Linked DNA regions of Mus musculus: region 1 is linked to region 2. Evidence: chromatin contacts called from public Hi-C data. All regions are on one chromosome and are shown on one strand. Each heading gives the region's core, a stretch centred on a gene start, on an enhancer-like site or on the middle of the called end of the contact. The rest is flanking DNA. Distances are from core to core; before and after follow the strand shown.

Region 1 (5,482 bases), core at 737-3,236, 1.3 Mb after region 2:
AGTAGGTATTACTAACTTCAGGTTACATTTTTGCTAGACAGCTGAGGTGGTTTACTTTTTTTTTAAGTACACAAATATTTTTGAATGTTTCTTAGGTACACTGAAGAGTTTGTCTTCTGAAGGAAAACAAAAGAAGGAGCCTCTCCTCGTTCATTCGTGGAGTTAAACAATGGTAGTAATTCCAGCAAAAGACCTTATGAACTACATTCCAAAGCCACACAGGAGAAGCGTCTGTGGGGATGGCCCATTCTTTTCTCCCTGCTCCTTCAGCACCCAAGCCTGCTATTGCAAGAGAAAGAAAAAGAGGGGGGGGGGGAGCTGTGTCCTCACCACTTCAACTCTAGTTCAAGAAATACTGACTGGTCCAGCCACAGTCTCAAAATGCATTCTCTGATACCACTTCTGAAAAATGGGGTAAATAAGAGTTGAATGTTTTGTGATTGTTAAGATATTAAAATATTTGGGGGTTTCAGGTAGAGAACGGTTTGTTGCCAGTAGTTGTTCATTGAAATCTCTTACAGGATTCTTTTTTTTTTTTTTTTTTTTTTTTTAGCCTAGTCTGTGATGCAGAACCCGCTGTGCTAAATTATGAACCAAAGGCTTTAGGGTGGGAACAATCAATCAAAATACCTGGGGTAGTGTGTAATGTGCACGCTCTTGTCAGCGTGAACAGGCTGCCCCGGAACACGGTCCCCCAGCAGGTTAAATAAATATGATACTATAGACAAACCGACAGGATCACACGGGCATCAATCAGCTGTTGATAAAATACAATCTTCCTTTAATACACGCTGGGAAAGTTATTTAACGGTTACAAAACCTATATCCATTTCTTGTCTTTTTTTTTTTTAAGTCTTCGTAGAAAGTGTAACTCTTTTATAGGGGCAAGGCGGAAAAAGTTGCAAGATCCTGGTGGGGGTTGGGGGATTGGGGTGCATTTAGTGGCGCCAAAGAAGTGCTGAGGCTCAGCTCTCTGAGGAGGAGGGACAGACTGGCCAAGGGTTCATGACCAGCAGCAAACCACACTTGAAGCAATGCCGGGGATCTGGAATACAGGGTTAGCTTGTTGAAGCAATCTCTGCCTGGGAACCCCTGGAGCGTTTCAATCCTATCTTTATTTCCTCTCCTTTGGGTCCTGATGTTTGGGTACCCGGAGAGCAAATGAGGGAATAGCAGCAGCGCTGCTTTGGATTGATTCCGGGAGCGAAGAGAAACTGGGCAGAAAACAATTTAAAGAGGGAGGGGGTAGATGGAATGGAAACGCGTCCCCAGCTAAACGGGTGGTAAAAGGGAGGTAGCAATTGACTCTGCAGTCAGTGGCGGTGAAATGGGAGGACTCGCGACTCGGCGGCCAGCACGCTGCGCCTCTGAGCCGAGAGTCCTGCCTTAAAAACCATCTTTGCAATAAGAAAGAGTCCCTTTCGCCCCTCTCTACGAGGTAAAAATAGAAGGGGAACCCTTCGCTACCGTCCTGGGCTCCTTTACTCCCCCAACCCCACCCTCCAGGCATCTCCCGATCGGCGGCAGGGCCCGCCGTGTCCACGCTTTGCCCCTGCGGTTTGCTCACCGCCTTGCTTGTCCCCACCGTCCAGGTAGCGTGTGGCAGAGCTCGGAGCTCGGGACACCATCGGCCTTCAGAAGTGGGAAGGCTCAACGGTGACAGCCGATCTCCTAACAAGTGGAGATTAATGTCCCAACTAGAAACTAAGGTCTCCTAAGTGCTGTCGGTACAAAATAAATACTGCGAGCAGGCAGACCCGTCGCCTGCCACTCAATTCTGGATCGTTCTCAGCCGGTAGAAATAACTCGCAGCACAAGGTGTTGATGGCTACGTTTGCCTACGCGCAGTCCTCCCCAGCAGGAACCCCAGATTTCCAAAAGGCCGGGTCTGCCCCTCCGCTGCTGGAAGAACTACTGGATCTCCCGCAGTCTACGCAGCACATTCCCCAGTGGTTTCTGGAAGATTCCCGACTGAGAAAAGGCTGCGCTTGCCGCTCCAAGGCCTAAACTCTGATAATCGACTGCCCGGATGGTTTAGGCTGGGGGCGGAGTGAACCGGCGCCCGTGGGTCAGTTTACGACCCCCGTACTGCTCCGGGCCCCTGTAGGTGATGGCAGCTGTCAGCAAAAAGAGCCTAAGGCGAGTTCTGAGACAGGTCCTGCGGACTAGAGTCGGGTTGGGATAGGGCTTGGGGAAGGTGGGCCATGGATCTAGACCGGAGTGGGAGCCTGACTTTTCAAAGTACCTCTTTCAACCCCAGAACGCTACTTGGAGTTCGTTAACACACGCGCTTGGAATTGTCCCCTCCCCAGGTCCAGGGAGCGGTGACTTGAGGAGGCACCCGAACCACTGCTATCTTTTTGGAAACCTGGCGCTCTCAAGAGCTCTGTGCCCGAAACTGACACCCGCAAGCACTCTCCAGGGGCCTGTTGAGCAGATGGAGTGGCAGGGCCAGGCGGGGCCTGTTGGCGAGACACGGGGACATTTGTCATGGGTGACCCTTGCGCCTCGGCTTCTGAGCCCACGCCGGCGTGGGGAGGCCGGCGCTAATGTAATAAAGCGAGAGCGACAAGAGGAAAGGCCTCTCTCGCCCCGGGGCCGCCACATGCTCACTCCGTTTTACTGTCAGGGCTGGTCGAGGCTGTGGCTTCATTTCATATTCCATTAATATTTACAGCAGCTATTGAATTTCCCATTACAAAGTTCACCATACACAGTGCTAATATGAAATTTTAATAGTATTGTGCACATTATGAAAAGTCCCACCATTAAAAGGGGAGGGGGAAGATCTCAGGGAGAAGTTATCCTGAGAAGTTACTTGCCACTGACTGCTTGAAACGCTCCCTAGTCGAGGGGGTAGGGGGAGCACCGTACTCATTTGCAACTATTATCATAAAGATGCGCAGCGGTGGGCTTGTTATCAATTTTGAAATCAAAAGAGAGGGAGGGAGTGGAATGTAAAAAGCAGGCTGACTAAATTGAGTTTTCCAAGTTGTGTGCGCTGGGCTTTGCCCTCACTCAGAGAAAATGATCCTGTTCTCCTGCCTTGTAGGAAATGAGTGGGAACCTAGCAAGATGCTTTCCAGTTTGGGTCAGGGTCTAGCCGCCCTCGGTCCTCCCCAGTAGTCCCTGGGGCTGTGTGCAGCTGCTAAGAAAAGCCCTACCCGTCCTCTACTTGCCAGCCAGCCCCAAGGTCCTCAAGTTCCCCAAAACTACAGTGCTCCAAGGGTGGTTAAAGAACTGTGAAAATAACCTATTTCTCTGTGTGATGGGCAACTTCTCTGTATTGGTACCCTAGAGCAGTTATTTTTAGGTGCTTCATTTGGCCTGGTGAATGGCTTCCTAATACTCCAACTCAGGGAAAAACCAATAGTTAACTCGGGGTGAAAGGGAGTGGGACACGTGTGGAAATGAGGCTGCACAAGAAAGAAAGTGCTGCAGAAAGTGGGGAATCCAGACACTGGAGCTCCAAGTCAGGATTCTCTCTTCTGTCTCACAAAGGGCTGCTCCCTGGAGCCCAAGGGTCAGAGCCTGTTCCAGCATCCAGCTCTAATTCAAAGCTCACCTTCTGGCACCCAGGGCCAGGTGGCAGAGCATGCCCCTCGGCTTGTCCTCAAAGGCACTTACCTAAGTCCCCACCCCTCTGTTAGGATGATGAGACCCTTTTTCACAGCTGGTATCCGGAGTCACTAGCTCACTGGGATGTGTCCTGTCCGCCTTCCCACGTGAACTCTAAGAGTATTCAACTCCCTAAGGAGACTCATTTCCCCAAATTTCTTTTTTCTACCAGAGTGGGCAGATGAATAGTGAATGAAAATTTCTTTTCTCTCTCTCTCTCTCTCTCTCTCTCTCTCTCTCTCTCTCTCTCTCTCTCTCTCTCTCTCTCACACACACACACACACACACACACACACACACTTGGGGGGGGTGTCAAGATGAACTGGGATTGCTCTGCACCAAGCTCTCTCAGCCTATCCATCCACCCTCGCACTTTCCCCTCTCACACTCTTCCGGGTGTGAATTATGACAACACTCTGAGCTACTTCAGTATCTTAATAGGCTTCTACTTCTGCAAGGAGAGGGCAATTTCTGACTCTTCAGATTACTTTACAGCTAAAGGAAGATGCCAGTGACAGAAGGTAAGGGTGGGTGACAATTCTTCAGGAAGCTCAGCCATTGACCGCCCCCCTCCCATTTAAAAATTATTAGTGCTATCACTATTCCCATATCCTAGTGAGGTTTGTGTGTCTGTGCGCTAAAACCCCTAGATGTGTCACACTTTGTCACATCCTCTGTGTGTGTTTTTAGAGAACATTTGAATGAAAGGCTCGGATGCCAGGTATTGGTGACACAGGGGGTGGAATTTTCAGCCTTCCACAAAGAGTTGGCCGCCTCTATTTGCATAAGGTCAGAGTAGGGCTTGTGATAGAACTTTACCAGCATCTCTGTCTCTTAGCAACACTCCTGCACTCTTGGTCCCTGCATTAAATTGACTGGTCCCTTCCTTTTCTTCCTTTCATTGGGAGGCTTACAATAAAATGTCACCCTTCCAACCTGTGCCTGTCACCCAGTAGGTCATCTGTATCTCTCTCTCTCTCTCTCTCTCTCTCTCTCTCTCTCTCTCTCTCACACACACACACACACACACACACAGACACACACACACATTTTCCCTCCCTCCCTTTCCCCTCTCCTCCTCCTCCCCTTTCTCCAAAGCTCCAATTAGAGACTGTGAGGATTCCCTGGGCGAGATCCCAAATCTGTTTTATTTTATGGTGTTAATTAATATTAATACCACTTCTCCCTTTGTTATTAATTTTAAAAAATCTCTCATAAATGGGCAAGATAAGGAGTAAATTGCCAGCACCTGCCAAACAATGGGTCTGGAGAGGGGCACTAAGGCAGATGGAGATGGAAGGTCCAGGGTTTAGGGTAGCCTCCTTGCCTATTCATTTGCTGAAGGGTTGGATGAGCTTAGAAGCCTTGGAAGTGCTTGGACTATGCCAGGCAGTCCTCTTGGCTCTGGGATGGGGACCAGTGACAGGATCCAGATGCTGATAGGTAGTGTTAATGGAGGGTCACGTCTGGACAATAGTATCCATCACTTGCCTCCTGGCTCTTTTGTCAGATGGAGTCATTTCTGACTACTCCATCACTCAGATTTAGGATAGATTCAATAATTACCTTTGCCTTGGCAACAGGATATACAAATTGGTACCCAAAGGACTAAAGAGCAACAGTAACAGTTCTTATTAGCACTTCTTATTATTAGCTTGCTATACATCCCTTTCTTATTAATTTTGAAAGAACATCCTAGACACTTGATGAATCCTTCCCTATTTTATTCCATCACTAACTGACCAGAAATACAAACCCACAAGATAATAAAGGCTTGATTAGTGTACAACACACACACACACACACACACACACTTTTGCCTGAAAATCTGAATGATTTCCATTTGCTATTTTTATCATTTTAT
Region 2 (5,573 bases), core at 682-3,181:
AAAGCAAGTGAAAGTGAGCAGGTCATGGAACGAAGGCTGGCGGTATTGTTTATAGAATGACCATGTGGGGTGCATGCGCATGTGTCTGGGTGTCTGTGTGTCTGTGTATGTGTGAGTGTGTGTGTGTTTGAGAGTGTGTGTGTGTGTGTGTGTGTGTGTGTGTGTGTGTGCATATGTGTAAGTGTTGGATTGCATAGCATATGAGAGACAGGAACGATGGCTATTGCCTTTGGAGTTCTGAAGTTTGAGAGACTGGAGTGACATTATCTTTTCAGCTACTCAGGCCTAAGCCAGACCCAGAAATTCCTGTAACATTTAAAAAATATTTTTAAACACTTAGGACCACACACAAAATAACGATGTCCTTGAGCAGATCCTCCAGAGTGTGTTTGGTTCCAAATGTTTTAGTTCTGGCAATGCAACCCTGTACCTTTAAATCATAACGGTACAGCCTAAGCCAGTAGATGGCAGTAAGATACCGCAGATTTTGGCAGAAGCTTCTGGGCTTTCACTGCTAAAAAATGCTAGATTTTTTTTCCTTGTAATTATTATTTGAAGGTGGGTCCTAATCTATTGTTCAGAGAGAAATTGCTGAATTGAAAAACAGGAAATAATTCTTCCTAATTAAATAGACAAAGTGATTATCAAAGACTTTTATTTTGTCCCAATTCTAAAAATTTGCAGTAGGGTGTACAGTGTATGTGTGTGTATGTGTGTGTGTGTGTGTACCAGTGTGTGTGTGTGTGTGTATGCCTATGTGTGTGCCTTTGTGTGTGTGTGTTTGTGTGTGTGTGTGTGTGTGTGTATGTATAAGCAAATGAAGGGTCTGGTGTGTTTTTAAATAATTCCAAATTTGAATGAATGTTAATTTGTGTAAAACTTAAAAAGTATATTATTGAATTGAGCAGGAAATACTTCTATGAAAGCATTGGTTGAAAAATGCTTTCTTCCTTATGCCATCCAGGATTTGCCCGTAGATGTTGTGAATTCAAACCAAAGTCCACACTCTCTGTAAATGTGCTGAGTCGAACCTGCTTCTTTATTGTCTTTCTTTTTCCTTCTTCCTTTCTTCCATTTTTTTTTTTCACTTAGATTCCTTTAGGAGTGACATCTCACACTGGGAGATGTCAGTGAGTCCAGTTGCCCCTCCTTCGGGTCCCTGAGCTTGGCCAGAGAGAGAGACCTGCAGTTTTAGCAATGCAAAACTTAAATAAATGTTCTTTAGAGACCTGTATATGTCAAAACACGTGGAAAATACAGCCTGTTAATATTGAATTTGGGAACAGGAGAAGAATAGTGTGGGCTGCTGTCCTCTCTTTTTGCTGTTCAAAAGCATCCTAAGACAGTCGTGCCATTGGGAGTCAGAACAATGGGCAAGGACAGCACCCCTCACCTCTCTCCCCTAAGCCTCTGGCAGGGGTGTGACTCCAGCTTCTAGCATGCACATTTAGGCCCCTCTCTACCTAAAAGTTGCATGCAGAGAGCAAGCGAGCAGTTAAGTCAAAAGAACTCAACCAGGCTCCCTTTACCTCTTTTCTAGTCTAAGCTCTGAAATGTGCCTAGGCTTCCAGGGAGACAAATTGTTTAATTTGCTAACATTTTGGAGCTCTTTAGAATTGTGAAAGAGCGAATTTCAAAGTATGGAGAGACCTCTGACAGAGTCCTAGTCAGATAGAGACTCTCTCTCTCTCTCTCTCTCTCTCTCTCTCTCTCTCTCTCTAAGGGAAGCTAGAAGCTGTGTGGTGTCTTGGAATACTCTGCACTTTCTGAGTCTCATTTGCTGTCTATGTCTTAGCCTTCCTTCTGACAAAAGTTAAAAAAAAAAAAAAAGTTAGCAAATATCTCCCTGAAAATCCCTGCTATGACTCTTAACAAAAGACTTGGTGCAAAGTGAAAGTAACACACTGGTGCTCAGGATCCTTCAAGCACTTGGGATTTTGGCTAGCCAAATAATCACGGCTAATCCCTGTTCATGCGGTTTCCCTAGGAAGCCTTTTACTTACTCTCTGTTAGCAAAGAATGATGTTTTCTACGCATCCATGGGTTCCCACTGCACGTAAATATAAAATGACACTGCACATTTCTCACTGCTGTGTATGCAGTTTAAGCAAAACAAAACAAAAATCAAGAGTTGAAGTTCTTTCCTGACAAACTTTAAGTTTTATAGAATGTAAATTTCTACCAGTTTGAATAATGCTTTTACTTGCTTCCTATTTTTAATTAGTTATTACCTGATGAGAATAGGCTACAATAATAGAGAGAGAACATATGAAAAATAAGCAATTACATAAAATATCTAAAAAATAATGATTTAAAAAATGGAGACGGTTCCAGAAGACATTCTCAGTGAGACCTTGGGCCAGTAGCACCCAGATGTCTGGACCTATCCAGTTAAAATCCTTCAAAGTTGCTCACATTTTTTGACACATGTTGCTGTGAAAGATTAGTGAGCTTTCAATTTTGTTTTGTTTTGTTTTGTGAGTGTGGGTGCTTACAAAATAAAGTCTGAAGGGAGTGTTACGCAGATGCATTTTAGACTGTGCAACCCGATCGGTTTGAACTCTGAACGATCATATTATTTATTTATTTGTTTGTCTTTCCTTCTCAAAGACAGTTAATTACTGAAGCACCGAGAGAGAACATTTTGTATTCCTGCTTTGCGAATGTGCCTCGAAAACCTGAGACTAATGAGACCAAGTTCTCACCCCAGCTGTGAACTTGCTGACTTTCCTGCTTGGAAACCCGAGCAGAGCTTCTGAACATTGGTGAGTTATTTAAAATAATGATTGCTTTTTGTTATTGTTTCTGTTCTATGAAGAGTCAGGTTTTTTTTTTTTTCCCCTAACACAACAAAGACAATGCCTTGGATCTGTGTAGAAGTAAAGGTGCAATAGGCCTGGTGAACATCTATGGCTTGTATATTTATTTAAAGGCTTGCTGTAATGCATATTATTAAGGATGACAATCATGAACTTGCTTGCATTGTTTATTTTGTAAATACCCATAATGGAGCTCTCAGAAACGGAGATCAGCTGCCCCCTTGGCCATGATGGCCGACTGCTGGGAAGTGACTGCCCAGGGGCCCTTTATGACTTGGGTTCCTGACCTAGGCCTTTCACAATTTATGCTCTTAGAATATTTTTAAGTCCACGTATAAAAATTCCCCGTGCAAACATCTGAAATGAACTATGAGTCTACTACGCAAAAGTCCTATGGTAGATTACATTTGGATGTCTGTAATGGACTAGCACAGCAGCTGTGCTCGGGGAACTAGAAAGATGTCAGATATGGTGTTTGTGGCCATCACGTGCAGAAAGGACCCCAGGATTTCTGAGCTGCAGACGATCTACTTCAGACTGGAGGCTGGTAATTTAATTAATGTGTGCCTCTGACGCTGAGGCCAAGAAATGGAACGGGCAAACCCACCTCCCCGCATGAGACCCGAGGCGGCTCTCCCACTTTATTTGAATCCTTTGAATTTTAATTTCCCATTTTTACACTAACTCGTAGAAACTTCACCTGGACCTTCTGGCAGCATTTTGACCTTTCCTGGCTCTATCTCAGTATTTGAATCATTTGGGCTTTGGATTATGAACACAAGACACAGAATGAAGACAGGCTCTGAGGGGCAAGTCTATCTGGATTTGACCTGGGTAGCTGAGTCCTCTTCCCACTCGTTTCTCCACCGCTTGAGAGGCTGAGGCTGAAAATCCCAGGAATGAAGATTCTAAGAAACACCTTCTGCAAAAGAAAAAAAAAATGTTTGTTTCTGTAATTTTATAAACCCTTGATTTAACAGAACTTAAAAGGCACCTCACATGGTCCAGAGGCTCTGAATATCACATCTGCTTTTAATATTCTTGGGTGTCTTGGGCTTTTTTGGAGTCGGTTTGATGCTGTCTTTTGTTGGAGGACAACTGCTGTATTCTGTGATGCAGGGAGTTGCCAGTTCAAAGGATACAGCCTTACTTAGGCAATTTCTTTTCCCTTGCCCTCCCCCACTTTCTCAGTGTTTCCTTTTGTTTTTGGAGTTGGGGGCTTTAAAACAGTCACAAGAGGCTCTCAGTATATTTTCTTTGAAGAACAGCTCTTTATAACAATGATAGCAAAATTTGTAGTCCGGTTTGAAGTTGAATGGGCAGGGGAAAAAAAAATACTGTTAAGACCACCACCGTTTGTCCTGAGCCAGGTAAATGAATGCCTGAGACTCAGTACTGGAGGGACAGGTATAATGACTGTGAAGCAAATTTCAAGTGTCTTTCGCTAATTTTCATCTGGACTTCTTATGTTCAGGAGTAATTCAACACTCCTAGGTGAACTTCCCTACCACGGCTGATTATGTTAAATATCTTCCCTCCCAAACTCAGTGTGGGCAGTGCTTTAAAAGGAGCCTAGATTCTGAACATTTAAAAAGGCTCTTACTCATTCAAATTGAATGTTAGATTAAAGAGTGGGACATCCGTGGACGCGAGAGGAAAGCTGGCCTTCTGCGTTTGTCTCAGACAATGATTTCGGCTAGATGACTGTGTTTTGTGGAGAAAAGGATTCGATGGGATATTGACAGTCTCCTATCAATAGTTGAGCCCTAGAGGCCTGGCTGTTTGGGCCCACACTGATTGACTGTGCCTTAATAGACATGTAATTGTTGACAAATACTTTCCGATAGACTGTGGCAATACCCAGCCAGACAAAGGAGGCTTCCGGGTAATAAGAACCAGCACAGAGCCATTTGTTACAGGCAAAGCCTTGCCGAAGAAACGACGTATGCTAAGAAAGAAGCTCTGGAGAGAAAGAAGCAAGCTTGACAACCCTCTACCCACGCAGCCAAACCTGGGTGACACTGGTGAAGCCGCAACAGTAGTAAGAAGAATTCCTGTTGTGTTTATGGGTTTTCTGTTGTGTACAGCTTGGTTTCAAAGTCTTAGCTTTGCCTATGTTAAGCAATTATGCATCTGTATATCATATATGTGTATGTGATGCACATATATTGTACACACATCCCACACATGTACATATAGGCAGAGTATGCATATGATTTGATATCTAGAATCAAATTTCTTTAGCTTGTGTATGGCATTCTAAAAATCTATCCACAGTAGTTCTAGGAATACAATAGGCTATTCAGGCAATTTCAAAGAGCCTCGGGCATTAATAAGAATACTGGACAAAACTGAATTTGGATGTAAGCCCCAATTACTACTAAATATCAGAGGAGCCTGGAGCTGTCCTTACAAAACCTGTACCTAAGAACATTTTGGAATGTCGAACATATTCTTGTGCTGTCTGAGCAAGGCTAGCATTTGAGATCTATGCCTGGCTGAGATGCTTCTCCTGAAAGTTGGTCTCACAAGATGCGCTCCCTGGGTCCCCTCAGTTTCCTTTATCTCCTACTGTGGGGGCTGTACTCTCAACTACAGGAGGCCAGTATTGCTTTTAGCTCCCAACAGGGGCATGCCCACAGTGGGACAATGTGATATTATTTTGATCGGCAAGCTAGTGTAAGCTAATATGCTACAGTCAAAGGCAAAGAGAGTTCAAGTGCAACCCCAGCCTCACTGTAGGCAAGCCTACAG

What was found. A called contact is a pair of places that touch in the nucleus more often than the background predicts.
Region 1: a contact with region 2 is called in a Hi-C map of uterus, with 2.9 times the contacts expected there. The contact joins two enhancer-like sites. A contact is called at or near these places in 4 of 484 Hi-C or Micro-C datasets (cerebellum, cortical neurons, embryonic stem cells and 1 more) and 5 of 115 datasets of contacts at active chromatin or transcription factors (craniofacial prominence, embryonic forebrain, embryonic stem cells and 2 more).

The regions. Positions count from the first base shown.
Region 1 is chr7:70,279,080-70,284,561 of GRCm38.p6, forward strand. All of the region lies in intron 1 of Gm29683 (predicted gene, 29683), which reads right to left. Among named protein-coding and RNA genes, the nearest start is that of Gm29683, 56 kb to the right of the region's middle. Within about 2 kb of position 1,987, at least 14 of the 459 cell types and tissues checked have an H3K27ac peak or open chromatin away from gene starts, as enhancers often do. A contact at or near this core is called in uterus, where this site is marked.
Region 2 is chr7:68,976,835-68,982,407 of GRCm38.p6, forward strand. No RefSeq gene overlaps it. Among named protein-coding and RNA genes, the nearest start is that of Gm23795, 27 kb to the left of the region's middle. Within about 2 kb of position 1,932, at least 18 of the 459 cell types and tissues checked have an H3K27ac peak or open chromatin away from gene starts, as enhancers often do. A contact at or near this core is called in uterus, where this site is marked.